2 separate regions of the Gossypium hirsutum genome follow, and region 2 is linked to region 1. Evidence: chromatin contacts called from public Hi-C data. All regions are on one chromosome and are shown on one strand. Each heading gives the region's core, a stretch centred on a gene start, on an enhancer-like site or on the middle of the called end of the contact. The rest is flanking DNA. Distances are from core to core; before and after follow the strand shown.

Evidence for each region. Hi-C and Micro-C count contacts between places; a contact is called where the count stands out from the background.
Region 2: a Hi-C map of leaf shows a contact between it and region 1, with 1.7 times the contacts expected there. The contact joins the enhancer-like site here to the promoter of LOC107910011 in region 1. A contact is called at or near these places in 5 of 34 Hi-C or Micro-C datasets (hypocotyl, leaf and seedling).

Annotation. Positions count from the first base shown.
Region 1 is chrA08:64,747,701-64,754,502 of Gossypium_hirsutum_v2.1, reverse strand. It overlaps LOC107910011 (leucine-rich repeat receptor protein kinase EMS1-like), which reads left to right and starts at 2,917. Exons shown (of 1, transcript XM_016837773.2): 1 at 2,917-6,802. The coding sequence starts at 3,411.
Region 2 is chrA08:65,118,624-65,125,425 of Gossypium_hirsutum_v2.1, reverse strand. No RefSeq gene overlaps it. Among protein-coding and RNA genes, the nearest start is that of LOC121205185, 12 kb to the right of the region's middle. Within about 2 kb of position 3,800, at least 3 of the 9 cell types and tissues checked have an H3K27ac peak or open chromatin away from gene starts, as enhancers often do. A contact at or near this core is called in leaf, where this site is marked.

The DNA of each region.
Region 1 (6,802 bases), core at 1,668-4,167:
AACCTTCAAAGTTGCGACGTCAATCTGATAGTTTGCAAACTTTACATTTTGGTCCTAATTCAATCTTGAGTTTGCCTTCGTAAGCTCGTACAAGACTTGAATATTATTGAAAAACATATTGTGAATGTCTGATGTAGTTAGTAGCATGTGTAAAAGGTTAAATTGGATCATAGTTGCTTCAGAAACGAATGTGGCATTCTGTAACTCAAACCTAACAATTGGGTTACGTCTGGGGTGTCATATTTTTTATATGATGTACTATTGTTAGTTTTATAGTTATATACAAAATTGCTTTTCACATATTACCCTTTCATATATTACCAATCACCAAAATAAAATTACCCTTTTCATATATTGAAAGTTTTATGCATATATGCAAAATATTTGAGTAAAAAGAATGAAAAATGGTCTAATATATATACATAAATCTTTGACGACATATTGTTCGGGCCTATTGTTCTTTAATGGCGTCAATCGCATTCAGAGAAAGGTCTTTAAAATTATCTTGCAACCATCTCATCTTTATTCCGCCATCTTGAAACTTGTTCAGCACCTTCCTTAAAAATGCCTCGCCTTTATCAAGAACGACCATTGACCTTGTAATGACTAGCCCATCCACAAGTAAACTGAGTTGTAAAGCTACGTCCTCGAGTGTGATTATGCACGCACTGCACGAAAGATGGAATGTGTGTCTTGGGTCTCCATCTTTCCACCAACACGCTGATAATTGTAGGATCCAGTTTATAGATCCCGAGTATATAAGATGCATGTAAGAATCCTGCATTTTGCAAATAACCACAAATTTTAGTGGGTGCACTATTTGATAAATTGAGTATGAAATCTTCCAAAACATGATCATTTGCCTATTTATATCAATAAAATAAAATAATTTAAAAACTTTAAAATTAACTTAATTGAAAATAACTAAATTTAAAAATTTTCCTTACCATTATCGGTTGAGCGACGGAAATGTGCTTGTCGTCAAAATGAATAAGAGGACTTGTCATTCGTGAAAAATTATTCGAAATAAATTATCTGTGAAATAATAAAATAAAACTATAATATTTTTATACAAATTTATTGGAAAAATTCGAACAAATCTTGAGAAACTTGAGAGTTCAGAGAGAATGAAGAGAGTTAGATTTGAGTGAAAAGAATGAAAAATGGTCTGGTATTTATAGGAAATAAAAGTTATCATTGGGCTGTTTAAAAACTTTACCATTTCCGTGTTTAAATTTTTACCGTTGGGTAAATGACCATCGGAGGAAAGCGCGTCTAGATGAGTGCGTTTTCACACACTCTCTCCAAAATTGACCTATTTCTCTAATTCTTCAAAAAAATGACCTACATGGCCAATTAACAAAAAATAAAGGACATATTTAGACAACTTAGCTTTCTTTCTTTTTTAGTTTTTCATAATTCTAATTTTTTTATAATTTTAGATAAAAGATTTATAATTTTTTTTGTGATTTTTTTTATGTTTTTTAAACAATTTTAAGAAAAATTACTAGATTTCACCATATAGCACAACCTTATGTACCACATGGCGAAGTTAACGGTGTTTATATAGAAATTGACTTTTGAAGGGCTTAATTGATTGTCTATATAGAATAAGAATTCAATTGAGTGTTACTCTTAATTGAGAGTTCAATTGATTATTGAATAATGTTATAGATATTTTTTATATAATAAGCATAAAAAAATAAAATATGTACTATTATATTAATATTTATATGTTTTTATAATTAAATTTAAATAAAAATATTTTTAAAAAATATTTTCTCTCTTTCCTATAAACAAAAACTGTTTGTCGGGGTGGCCAGATTTTGCGAACCAGCCGATCCATGTATTGCTCTAAGTGGGACCGAAGGGACAACTCAGCCTACATCAGGTTCTCATGTCCTTACAAGCAACTCAAAACAGACACCGCCCCTATAAGATACACTCCTTTTTTCTATGTAAATTAAGAGAGCCCTTATGCCTTGTCCTTTTGCACATCCCAAACCATTTATTCCTGTAAAATATAAAATTAAGGCAATTACTAATATTTGTTTAAAAAAATATAAATAAAATTAAGGCAATTATTAGTTATAATTTCGACCAAAAATAATCTTCAGGTTTAAAACTAATTCATTATTGAAAAAAAATATTAAATTTTAAAATTTTAGAATCAAATATTATTTTATTAATACCTAATAGGTCCTATTCTCTAACATGAATTTAAGAGTGTGAAGGGGCAATAAGGTCAATTGGAATAATGCACCTGACCGAAATTAGCATCTGGACCGTCTCATCGGAAGGAAATGTAGGGGTCCATAATTTTAAGGGACCACTCCCTCTCACTCTCACATAATAATGCGTCCAAAATTTTCATCTGATAACTGACCTGCATCACAAAAATACAAAACCAGGATGGATCTGTAGAAATTTTTATTTGGGTGAAGTTGATTTTTTTTTTTAAGTCTTAAATAGCGATTTAACCATAATAATAATAATAATAATAATAATTTGTCTGCCAATGAAATTAAAGCCCTGGTTTCTGTAAGTTCTTGTTCCCAATGCCATGCTCCGCAATCTTCACCTCTTCAGTTTAGTCCAGTTCTTTTACTCTGTTGCTTCATTTTTGGGGGGTTGATAATTGAGATTCCATTATAAAGCAATCTGTTCTGACTACTGAAAATCTCAAGATGAAGGGCGACGACACACATTTCACGCTTACAAACAACCACATCGTTTACTACACCTTTTTCACTAAATTTCTATCTCTTCCATCTTTCAATAATTTCCCCAAATCTTTGAGTATCAGAGATTCGGCAGAAAATTGTACAGTGCACCTACAGCTGCACTGAAGAAGCAAATTTGGGTTGGGGCACTTTTATTTAAATAAAACGTATTTCTTCTAACAACCCAAGGAAATAAACAAAAGGATATCTCAGCTTTTAGGCCTTAAACCACAATCATCCATAGTGTGCTAATTTTATCAAAGCGAAAATTAAAGAAAAGAGACAAGAGCCGGATTCTCTGAAGTAGGGGCCCTTTATAGCTCGTTTGTTTAATATACAAATCAAAAGATTTTTGTTCCTATCGTATAATAATTCCAAACCAAAGATTCAGCCTCAGGGGTACTTGTAATATATGATCAATCAAAACTCATGTGGGATTTTTCTCTCAATAAAAAGATATATATATATTAAAGGAAACACGATTGAGATTTGAGGATTGCAGTTACAAAAGCTCCAGTCACGTGAGCTACGTTGGCTATGGTGTCTTCTTCTTTAAAGTTCACCCAAACCTTTCTTCAGAATTTACTCCCCTTGCCTATGGCCATTATCATCCTTCCATTTTTATCTTTTATCTCTTCTCTTCTTTCCCATCTTCCCCTGTAAATATTACTGTTTCTTCTTTTGGCTATGGAGTTTAAGCTTTTGTTTCACTTCCTCTGTTTCCTTCATTTGTTGTTATCGATATCAGGGGCAACGATAGAGCAAGCGGACGGAAACCCAGACAGGGAAGCTCTGGTTTCCTTCAAAAGAGGGCTTCAAAACCCTCATTTTCTATCATCATGGAACCAAAGAATTCATTTCTGCAAGTGGGATGGTGTCACTTGTCGGCTCGGCCGAGTCACCTCGCTTTCTCTTCCATCTCGGTCCTTGACAGGTTCTCTCTCTCCGTCCCTTTCGTCCCTCTCAAACCTCACCCTCCTAGACCTGTCCTCTAACTCCTTCTTTGGCCAAATTCCGACTGAGTTGGCCGAGTTGACTCTCCTCAAGACCCTCAAACTCGGGTCTAACTCTTTCACCGGAAACATCCCTTCCGAGCTGGGCAGCCTGAATGCACTTCGGACGCTAGAACTTTCCACCAATGCACTCACTGGCACAGTGCCGGCTAAGCTTGGACAGTTAACTCAGCTACAGTTCTTGGACCTGGCTAACAATTTCCTTTCAGGTTCTTTCCCTTCAACACTCTTTGAAAACCTTCAGTCTTTAACCTCTCTGGATATTTCCAACAATTCTTTCTCTGGTAATATCCCGCCTGAAATTGGTGAGCTAAAAAACCTGACCGCTCTTTACATTGGAATCAACCAATTTACAGGGAAAATACCACCTGAAATTGGTAAACTTTCACTCCTTGAGAACTTTTTTTCACCCTCTTGTTCCATAACAGGACCTTTGCCTAAACAACTATCCAATCTAAAATCACTCACCAAGCTCGACCTTTCTTATAACCCATTGAAATGTTCCATTCCAAAGTCTATAGGAAAGTTACAGAATTTGACTATATTGAACCTCGTCTACACCGAGCTCAATGGTTCAATACCAGCGGAGCTTGGGAACTGCCGGAATTTGATGATGTTGATGCTGTCTTTCAATTCGCTGTCCGGGTCCTTGCCTGAGGAGCTTTCAAGTTTGCCTATGCTGACGTTTTCTGCTGAAACGAACCAGCTTTCTGGGCCACTGCCACCTTGGCTTGGGAAATGGACCCAGGTGGAGTCTTTGCTACTTTCAAACAACCACTTTTCAGGTAACATCCCTCCTGAAATTGAGAATTGCTCAAGGCTTAAGCACCTTAGTTTGAGCAATAACAAGTTGTCGGGTTCGATACCAAGAGAGTTATGCAATGCAAAATCACTCTTTGAGGTTGATCTCGATGGTAATAACCTTTCGGTTACCATTGAGGATGTGTTTGTGAACTGTAGAAATCTTGCTCAGTTGGTTTTGCTCAATAATCACATTAATGGTTCAATCCCAGAGTATCTTTCAGAGCTTCCATTGATGGTTATTGACCTTGACTCCAACAATTTCACTGGTACCATTCCTGTGAGTTTATGGAGTTCAAATAGTTTGATGGAGTTTTCTGCTGGAAATAATATGCTAGAGGGGACTCTGCCAGTTGATATTGGAAATGCGGTTACATTGGAAACGCTTGTTCTTAGCGGTAATCGTTTGAAGGGAAATATACCAAAGGAGATCGGCAATCTCACAGCTCTTTCTGTGCTAAACTTGAACTCGAATTTCTTGGAAGGAAATATACCTGTTGAAATTGGATACTGCAAAGCATTGACAACGCTGGATCTTGGAAACAACAATTTCAGTGGATCAATTCCCATGGAACTTGCAGACCTTGATCAGCTGCAGTGCCTGGTTCTTTCTCACAATAATCTATCCGGTTCCATCCCTTGGAAACCATCTTCATATTTCCATCAGGCTAATCTGCCCGACTTGAGCTTTGTGCAGCATCATGGAGTATTCGATCTGTCACACAATAGGTTGACTGGTCCCATACCTGAAGAATTGGGAAACTGTGCAGTGGTGGTGGATCTTCTTCTCAACAACAACATGCTTACTGGCTGGATTCCAGGATCACTTTCTCGTTTGACAAATCTTACAACTTTGGATTTGTCTGGAAATTTGCTGACGGGTCCTATTCCTGTTGAATTCGGTGACTCTCTCAAGCTTCAGGGCTTGTATTTGGGGAATAACCAGCTTACAGGAACCATCTCTGAAAGCTTAGGCCGTGTGGGTAGTTTGGTAAAGTTAAATTTGACTGGCAATAGGTTATCTGGTGTAGTTCCTGCAAGTTTTGGGAACTTGAAAGAACTTACTCACTTGGATTTAAGCAATAATAAGCTTGCCGGTGAGCTACCTTCGTCATTGTCCCAGATGCTTAACCTGGTGGGGCTCTATGTTCAGAAGAATAGGCTTGCTGGTGAGATACATAACCTGTTCTCAAATTCCGTGTCTTGGAAGATTGAAGACTTGAATTTGAGTAATAACATTTTCTATGGAAGCTTGCCCCAATCTTTGGGCAATTTGTCTTATTTGATGTACTTGGATCTTCATGGAAATAAATTTAGTGGTGCCATTCCTTCAGAAATTGGTAACTTGATGCAACTAGAGTATTTTGATTTATCCAGAAACAGATTTTCCGGACAGATTCCAGCGGAAGTGTGTGGTTTGTTCAGTCTGTTCTACTTGAATCTAGCAGAAAACCGGTTGGGAGGACCTGTGCCCAGAAATGGTATTTGTCAAAACCTGTCAAAAATCTTTCTAGCTGGGAACAATGATCTGTGTGGAAGAATTACAGGTTTGGAGTGCCAGATCAGATGTTCTGAAAGATCTTCTTTGTTAAATGCCTGGGGCCTTGCAGGGATTGTGGCTGCAAGTGTCTTTATCATTTTTGCTTCAGCCTTTGCTGTACGCAGATGGATTTTGCGGAGTGGCCAGCTGAGTGATCCAGAAGAAATTGAGGAAAGCAAATTAAACAACTTCCTGGATCAAAATCTCTGCTTCTTGAGCAGCAGCAGCAGGTCAAAGGAGCCGCTGAGCATCAATATAGCGACATTTGAGCAGCCACTCCTGAAACTCACACTCGGTGACATCCTTGAGGGAACCCATCATTTTTGCAAGACCAACATAATCGGAGATGGAGGCTTTGGAACTGTTTACAAAGCTAAGTTGCCTAGTGGGAAGACTGTTGCAGTTAAGAAGCTAAGCCAGGCCAAAACACAAGGCAATCGAGAATTCATAGCTGAAATGGAAACCTTGGGAAAGGTGAAGCACCAAAATCTTGTTCCATTGCTTGGATACTGTTCTTTGGGTGAGGAGAAGCTCCTTGTTTACGAATACATGATCAATGGAAGTTTGGATCTTTGGTTGAGAAATCGCAGTGGAGCTCTTGATGTCCTTGATTGGTCCAAACGCTTCAAAATCGCTGTTGGTGCTGCTCGGGGACTAGCATTTCTTCACCATGGTTTCATTCCCCACATCATCCATAGAGATATCAAAGCCAGCAACATCTTACT
Region 2 (6,802 bases), core at 2,551-5,050, 370 kb before region 1:
GCATGTGCAGCTCTTATGTGAATAATTATGTAATATTTTGCTTTAATCAAAGACAAAAATAAAATAAAAAAGCTAACCCTTTAGTCTATACGATATAGATATGAAACAGTTAAAAGATTTAATGCGGGAAATACTAGTTGAACTATAAACTTTGTACATCAATAGTAAGATTTTAATTAGGATAATTTAAAATTAAATTATGGGCCGATAGCTTTTTTTCATTAATGAATTCGGAGCAGAAGAATATATTAGCTAGAAGATGATTAATTTTTGTCTTTTCGCAATTTATTGGTTAACAGGCCATAGCACTTACCAACTGTAGGAAGTTCCGTCAAATATAAAAGCTCTATTTTATCCTTATTCCTTTCTTAATTAATCATAAGATTCAGAGATGAAGTAAACTAAAGCCTACTGTTTCCATGTACTCATAGGAAAGGAAAGGCTAAAGATATAATTCCAAACCAGCTGTACGTTCAGAATAGAAAATCATTGGCAGCCAACGGCCTACAACTCTTTGTCTCTTTCGCTTTGCCCAACATCACACTGTTGCAATAATAAGTGTTATTTTGAATTTTGATCCACTACAATAATAGATGACACTAAATATTCAAACTTATAAAATGATTATAGTTGGATTATAGGTTTGATGAGAGATCGATTAGAAGTTTTCGAAACATTTGATAGGTTTTCAATAATTAAAAATATTACTATCATGATGGATAGTTTGAGTCTTCTTCCTTCATGTAATTCTATAATTATTTCATGTTTTATATTAACATTTTTCTTTTGAGTTTTGCAACTTCATCAATCGAAACGTTTTCAATTTTGTAAATCAAGTACTTTTAACTTTTGGTAAAATATGAAAAACAAAGTTTTCTTTAAAGAATACTTTTAATTATAGAAAAATTAATTGTCTACTCGATAAATGATACTTTAAAAATTTATCCTGTAAAAATTGATTCCTCGACAAGTTTCAAGAACTCTAAAGCTTGCCAACACCTCCTTAATGCGGCACCCATAAATAAAAGTTGAAATCCTGATATTCTGGTTCTCGTAATTGTAATCGTAATCGTAAAAAAGGAAAAACCCTAATGAGAGACTTTGAAGCGGCAGCAACTACTTTATCTGACGTTCAAAATTGCGAGAATAAAATCTCTACAAATTTGACACGTATTTGGATATTTAATGATTCTTCTTTTACTTTGAACAGTAATACAAAGTTTTTGGTTCTCATATTCTTCGACTGACATTACTCTCTTCCTCGACGATCAGCATAAATCCAGGCCTTTTTTTAAAAAAAAAGTTGTCTCAACAATTGACACGTTTTCCACCACCCATCACCTATAGAATTACATGCTCCATGCTTTAGTCAAACTAAACTCGTTTTAACTTATGGTTCAAGAAGAAACCCTATCGATCTTTTACGACAGTGATTGTACTGTGTTTAATCTTTTACAAAGCTCATACATCAATATGACACGAATATTTAGTCTTACCTAAAAATACAAATACGATTCCATCATTTTGTAGGAATATTATGATCGTAATATGCTTCTTACTCTTGTTGAGATGGTATTATATTCATAGAGGAGTTTTTCCTTAGTTTTTACACTTTACTGACTGTTGTTTCTCAACAAATAAAATTGAAACAATAATTTAAAATTTTCTTTACTCTTCACTTATTCTAACAATATTTCCAATTTGCATAATTTGGAAAACATACTAATATTTTTAAAAGATCTCAACCCTCAATGTTGGCAAATACATTATTAGTATAAAATTATATGCTAAATCTTATGTAGTTTTTTTTTTAAATGTTATCATGAATCATTTTTGAAGATTTTTTGTTTCGTTTATGTTTATATTATAAGCACCATAGAATTTTATATAAGATATTAGCATGAAATTTTATAAAATTATACAATTAGAAAACATATATTGTTGTAAAAAAAATGAAAGTCTAAATCTTATGTAGTTTTTTTTTTTAAATGTTATCATGAATCATTTTTGAAGATTTTTTGTTTCGTTTATGTTTATATTATAAGCACCATAGAATTTTATATAAGATATTAGCATGAAATTTTATAAAATTATACAATTAGAAAACATATATTGTTGTAAAAAAAATGAAAGTTGGAACTATATTTACAAGTGATGGAAAGAAAAAGGCTTGATTATTGGGTTTTTCTTTTCAATAGAGATAAAAGCGACATTTTATTATTGATGCTGTAATACTCATGTATTAAAGAATTTTTTTTCCTCATAGAGATAAATATCAAAATAATATATAAATAGAAATTTTATGTGTAATGTGATAAGTGGACTTTAATTTTATCTAATTATATACATACATTTTCTTTATTTGATTCAATTTCTACAAATCATTAACATTGTTATCACAATAGCTACATTTTACATTTACATTTTGTATATCCAACATAAAATTAAATAGGTGCATTTATCTTTATAGATGTATACAATTAAATCAAAATTAAAATTTTAGATGTAAAATTGAACCAAAATTAAACATTCACATAGATATAATAATGTTTTTTTGTTTTATATTTCACTTTCTTTCAATTATGTGGTTTATAAAAAAAAATTTAAACTAAATCAAAATGTATGTATGAAATTTTTTTGAGTCAAAATAAATGTATAAATTTGAGATTTGAAAATTTTTTTAAGTTATTAATAAAATAAATTATTATAAATATTAATTAAATAACTATTTCAACTAGGGATTTAAATTGCAGTCACGGCCGCGTTTTCGGTTGCGTTGCGTTTGTCGCGGTTGCGGACATAACGGATGCTATTGGGTCACTTTGAGTATCGCGGTCGTGAATTGTTTTAAAAACTCACACAACTTATTGTAAAACATAATAGCGGTTTCGACAATAACGGTTTCAGACAGTGCCGCTACAACTATATAGCGGCTGCTATAACGATATCGAACTGCTATTTAAATCCCTGATTTCAAACATATAATTTTATTCGGATTGGATTTCATTTTCGATAGTGGGATATATCAACTTTGTATGGATCCTTTCAATTGGCTCCTTTATCAGTATTGAAAGCCACTTTGCGATGGGTATGGATTTCTTTTTGCTCTTCTCGTCTTTGTTGTTTATGATATTAAGGTGTTGAAGTTTGTGTTTGATTCTTGAGGTTCACGCGTGAGTTTAGGTGTTATTTTAGGCTTTCCTTTTTCTGCATTGAACCTTGTTTTTTTTTTTAGTTATATGTTAATTTTGTATTGTTCTGGTTTCTTAATAATATTATTGCTTAGTTAAAAAAATATTTAATTTGTTGAGTGTTTATTTTATTGTATCATTTAGAATTACTCATTCATTCATATATATATATAAAGTACAAATTATTTATATAACATATTAAAAGTAATTAGGTATTATGTAGGGTAATATGTTACCCCTTAAAAGTTACATATGTCTTAACTCTTCAAAAAATTATCAACAAGCAGGGTAAGAACATTCAAATAACAGACACTCATAATGGAAAGCTCGCCAGATTGATAATGGACAAACTTATATATAACGTTTTATACTATTTATATACCAAAATTCAAATATGAAATCACAGATTCGATTCTAACAGTTGAGCAAAGTACTTCAACTTTTGAATAAGTAATTTAATGCCAACGAATAATTGGAACTATTATAATGGAGCAGAGTGCTGTTAACTTTTAAAATTTTGATTTGAATCGGTGTATGGGAAATTAGTGGTACTACTTTTGTAGTCCAGAGCAGATTCATATGATCCAAAAGTTGGGTTCATAGTCAAGAATGTAGCCAATTAAAGGCCATGAAACGCCTTAGTTCCTATCCAATATAGCCTAGCAAGCCACACTCCTCTCCGACAATCAAATTCTGCTGCATTCAATTATTGACCTGCATTTCTGCAATAATAGGCTTAGGACCACACACTGACGTGGCTTTTTATCAATTAGAGTCGGGTTTTAAAAATGAATATTGTGAAGATTTCCATTCAGAAGGTCGAAACTTGCGTTTTGATGGCTTCAAATTTTAAGTTTTACTCTTTCAGTATTTTAAATAAAATTTGAATTTTTTTATATAAATATTTTTTAATTCCTTTCAAATTTATCTTCTAAAAGAATAAAATAATTTTGTTGGTGTAAATTTAAAAAATTAGCAACCGATAAAAATCAATGATGATATTAAGAATTTCCGTTAAATAAATTTGATGTGACAATGAAGAAAAAAAAAGAAAAATTGAAAACAAATAATTTAAAACAGGTGTGAACTATTTATTGGCTAAATCTTTTACCTAATTTCTTTCTAAAGAAAAGAAAAACAAACTTGAGTTCATGAAAAACTGAACATTATCGTTTTCTCAATCTATCTATCCATCAAATTAACTTTAATTTTTTTATTTTTCGTATAATAAGCTGTTAAAATTGTGGAAACCCTTGATTCATCAAAGTAATTAACACCTCATCAAAGCTTTGAATTCAATTTCATAGTGAATTCAATTTATTTCCCAATTAAATTATTTTTGTTCAGCTTCTTTATCATGATGATTAAGTATTTGTGTTTTCCACTCATATAGCCCAAGTTCAAGTCTTCTTCCATGTTTATTTGATTTTAAAAAATAAGTTTTAGTTGAGTAGTAAATTTAAAGTTTTACTAATTCAATTGTTGTGAGTTTAAATCTTACAATGTTCATATTTTTCAATTAAATGTAGTTGGAAAAACCCAAAACACCGTATGTCATCCACCATGATTTTATTGAATATCAACACCAACTTATTAAAATACATATTTTGTCCTTGTTTATTATTGTACAAAGTTACTTTTGTGTTTAGTCTTTAGGAGCTAAGTTTAACCTTAATCTTATGTTAATAGGGTAATGAATCCTGCATTGCCTAAGAACAAAAGGCAAAGGGATAAAGGCAAATGGATTATAAGTCTATATAAAGACCATATCCTACATTGTTTACTGATTTGCTATATTTATATACATCAAATTAAGCTCTTTAAACCCTTAAAGAGCCTTTTCTGGAGTATTTTGTAGTGTTTTTTATCGCTTTTTTGCACTTGTTAGGTTTCATATTTAATCTTAGTTTCTATAGCGTTTTATTCTATTTTTTGTTTTTGAGAATAAAATGGCAAGTTTGTATCATTCAGAACTTAATCTTTGAGCTGAGCTTGTTTTAGGCGCTTGGTTGATTCAAAAATGAGGAGAAGAGCCAAAACTAGAACCAAAGTCATGATGCCAATATGTCGAGGTCGCGACACTAACGCTTTTTCCATCAACTAAGGAGGACTTCAACAATTTGCACTTAAGGGTGGACTACCTTCAAGGTCACGACATCATGCAGTTGATGTTATGACACTAGCATTCATGGTCGCAACATGACCGCGACCTCGACGTGTGTGCATTTAGGCTAAGAATCAACACTAAAACAAACAATATAAGTATGGTGTGTTGCAAGTGTGACAAGTCAGCTGTAATATTTGTAGCGTTTCAATGGAACACCCTAGTATTCAAAAGATCAAACCTAAGAGTTTCCAAGACTAAGTGATTTCTATATAATTAACATGTGTAAACTTGAAATTATATAGGATTTTTCTATCTATTTTTACCACCTTTTGACTTAGTAAATATGTTAATCTTGAGTAATTGTTATTGAATTAAATGAATTTTACTTAAATATTAATATTGGACATGAATTTATAAAGCATGTGAAATTATGTTTTATTACATGATTTTTGTGGATAATTTATATTATTTCATGTTAATTATTAATATGTGAATTTTCACTATGCAGTGGGACCACGGAAGATGAGATTAATATAATGTTGCATGGACATTGATACATCTACCTCATCTGGACGGCAAGACCATGAAAAACTGGGTCATAAGAATGTTAATTTGACCCAATAAAAGTGTTGCTACATGATGGACTAGTCTGATTATTTATTGGACTAAGAAACCATCTAAAAAGGAGGAATTAAAGCCCAATTTTGGCATAAGCACATGGCTGCCCAAAAATAAGCTTTGAGATATTTTGTTGAAGATCCCTACAGTTGGAGAGATGTCAAAAATCAGCACACAAGTTCACCCTTTGAAACTGTCCACCTTAGCAAAGTTTTGAATTCAAAATAAAGCAACCAAGTCATCCCTTTTCCACAATTTGTGGCCGGCCAAGCATGAGAGAAAAGGAAGGATTTTCAAATGTTATTTTTAGTAAACTTCACCCTTACCTTCACCTATAAATACCATACAAGTCCCGCTTCTCAAATCATCCCTCATCCTTTATCACTCATTCATCATTCTCTTTTCATTCCACTCTCTCATTTTCATTTCCCTTTTCTTTTCCCTTACATAGCAGTTCCACTTCCCCTGCTATTATTTAGTAGAAAAAAGCTTGGTCAAGACACTACCTTGGCCGAGCACATTAAGAAACCTTAGCAAAAGAGTAACGAGCAAAACGGAGGAACACATCAGTCAGAAAGATCCAAAAGGCTGCTGAAATGAATTAGAATTCACTCTTTCCTTCTTGTTGTTTAGTTTAATTATGTTTGCTATGTGTTTATTGTTATTGACATCAACGATGATAGCTTAATTATATTTGCTAGGATGATTATGTTAATTCAATAATATTTATTGATTCATGTTTAACTTGTTTGTGCCTGAGTCGATCATGTTTTCAATTAAAATCAAAATTTATTTCATTCATACGTGATTGGATGCATTTAGATTAGTTGAGTGATCCTAACCAAATGACGGTTAGTAGAGACATAATTGAAAAGTGCAATGCTTA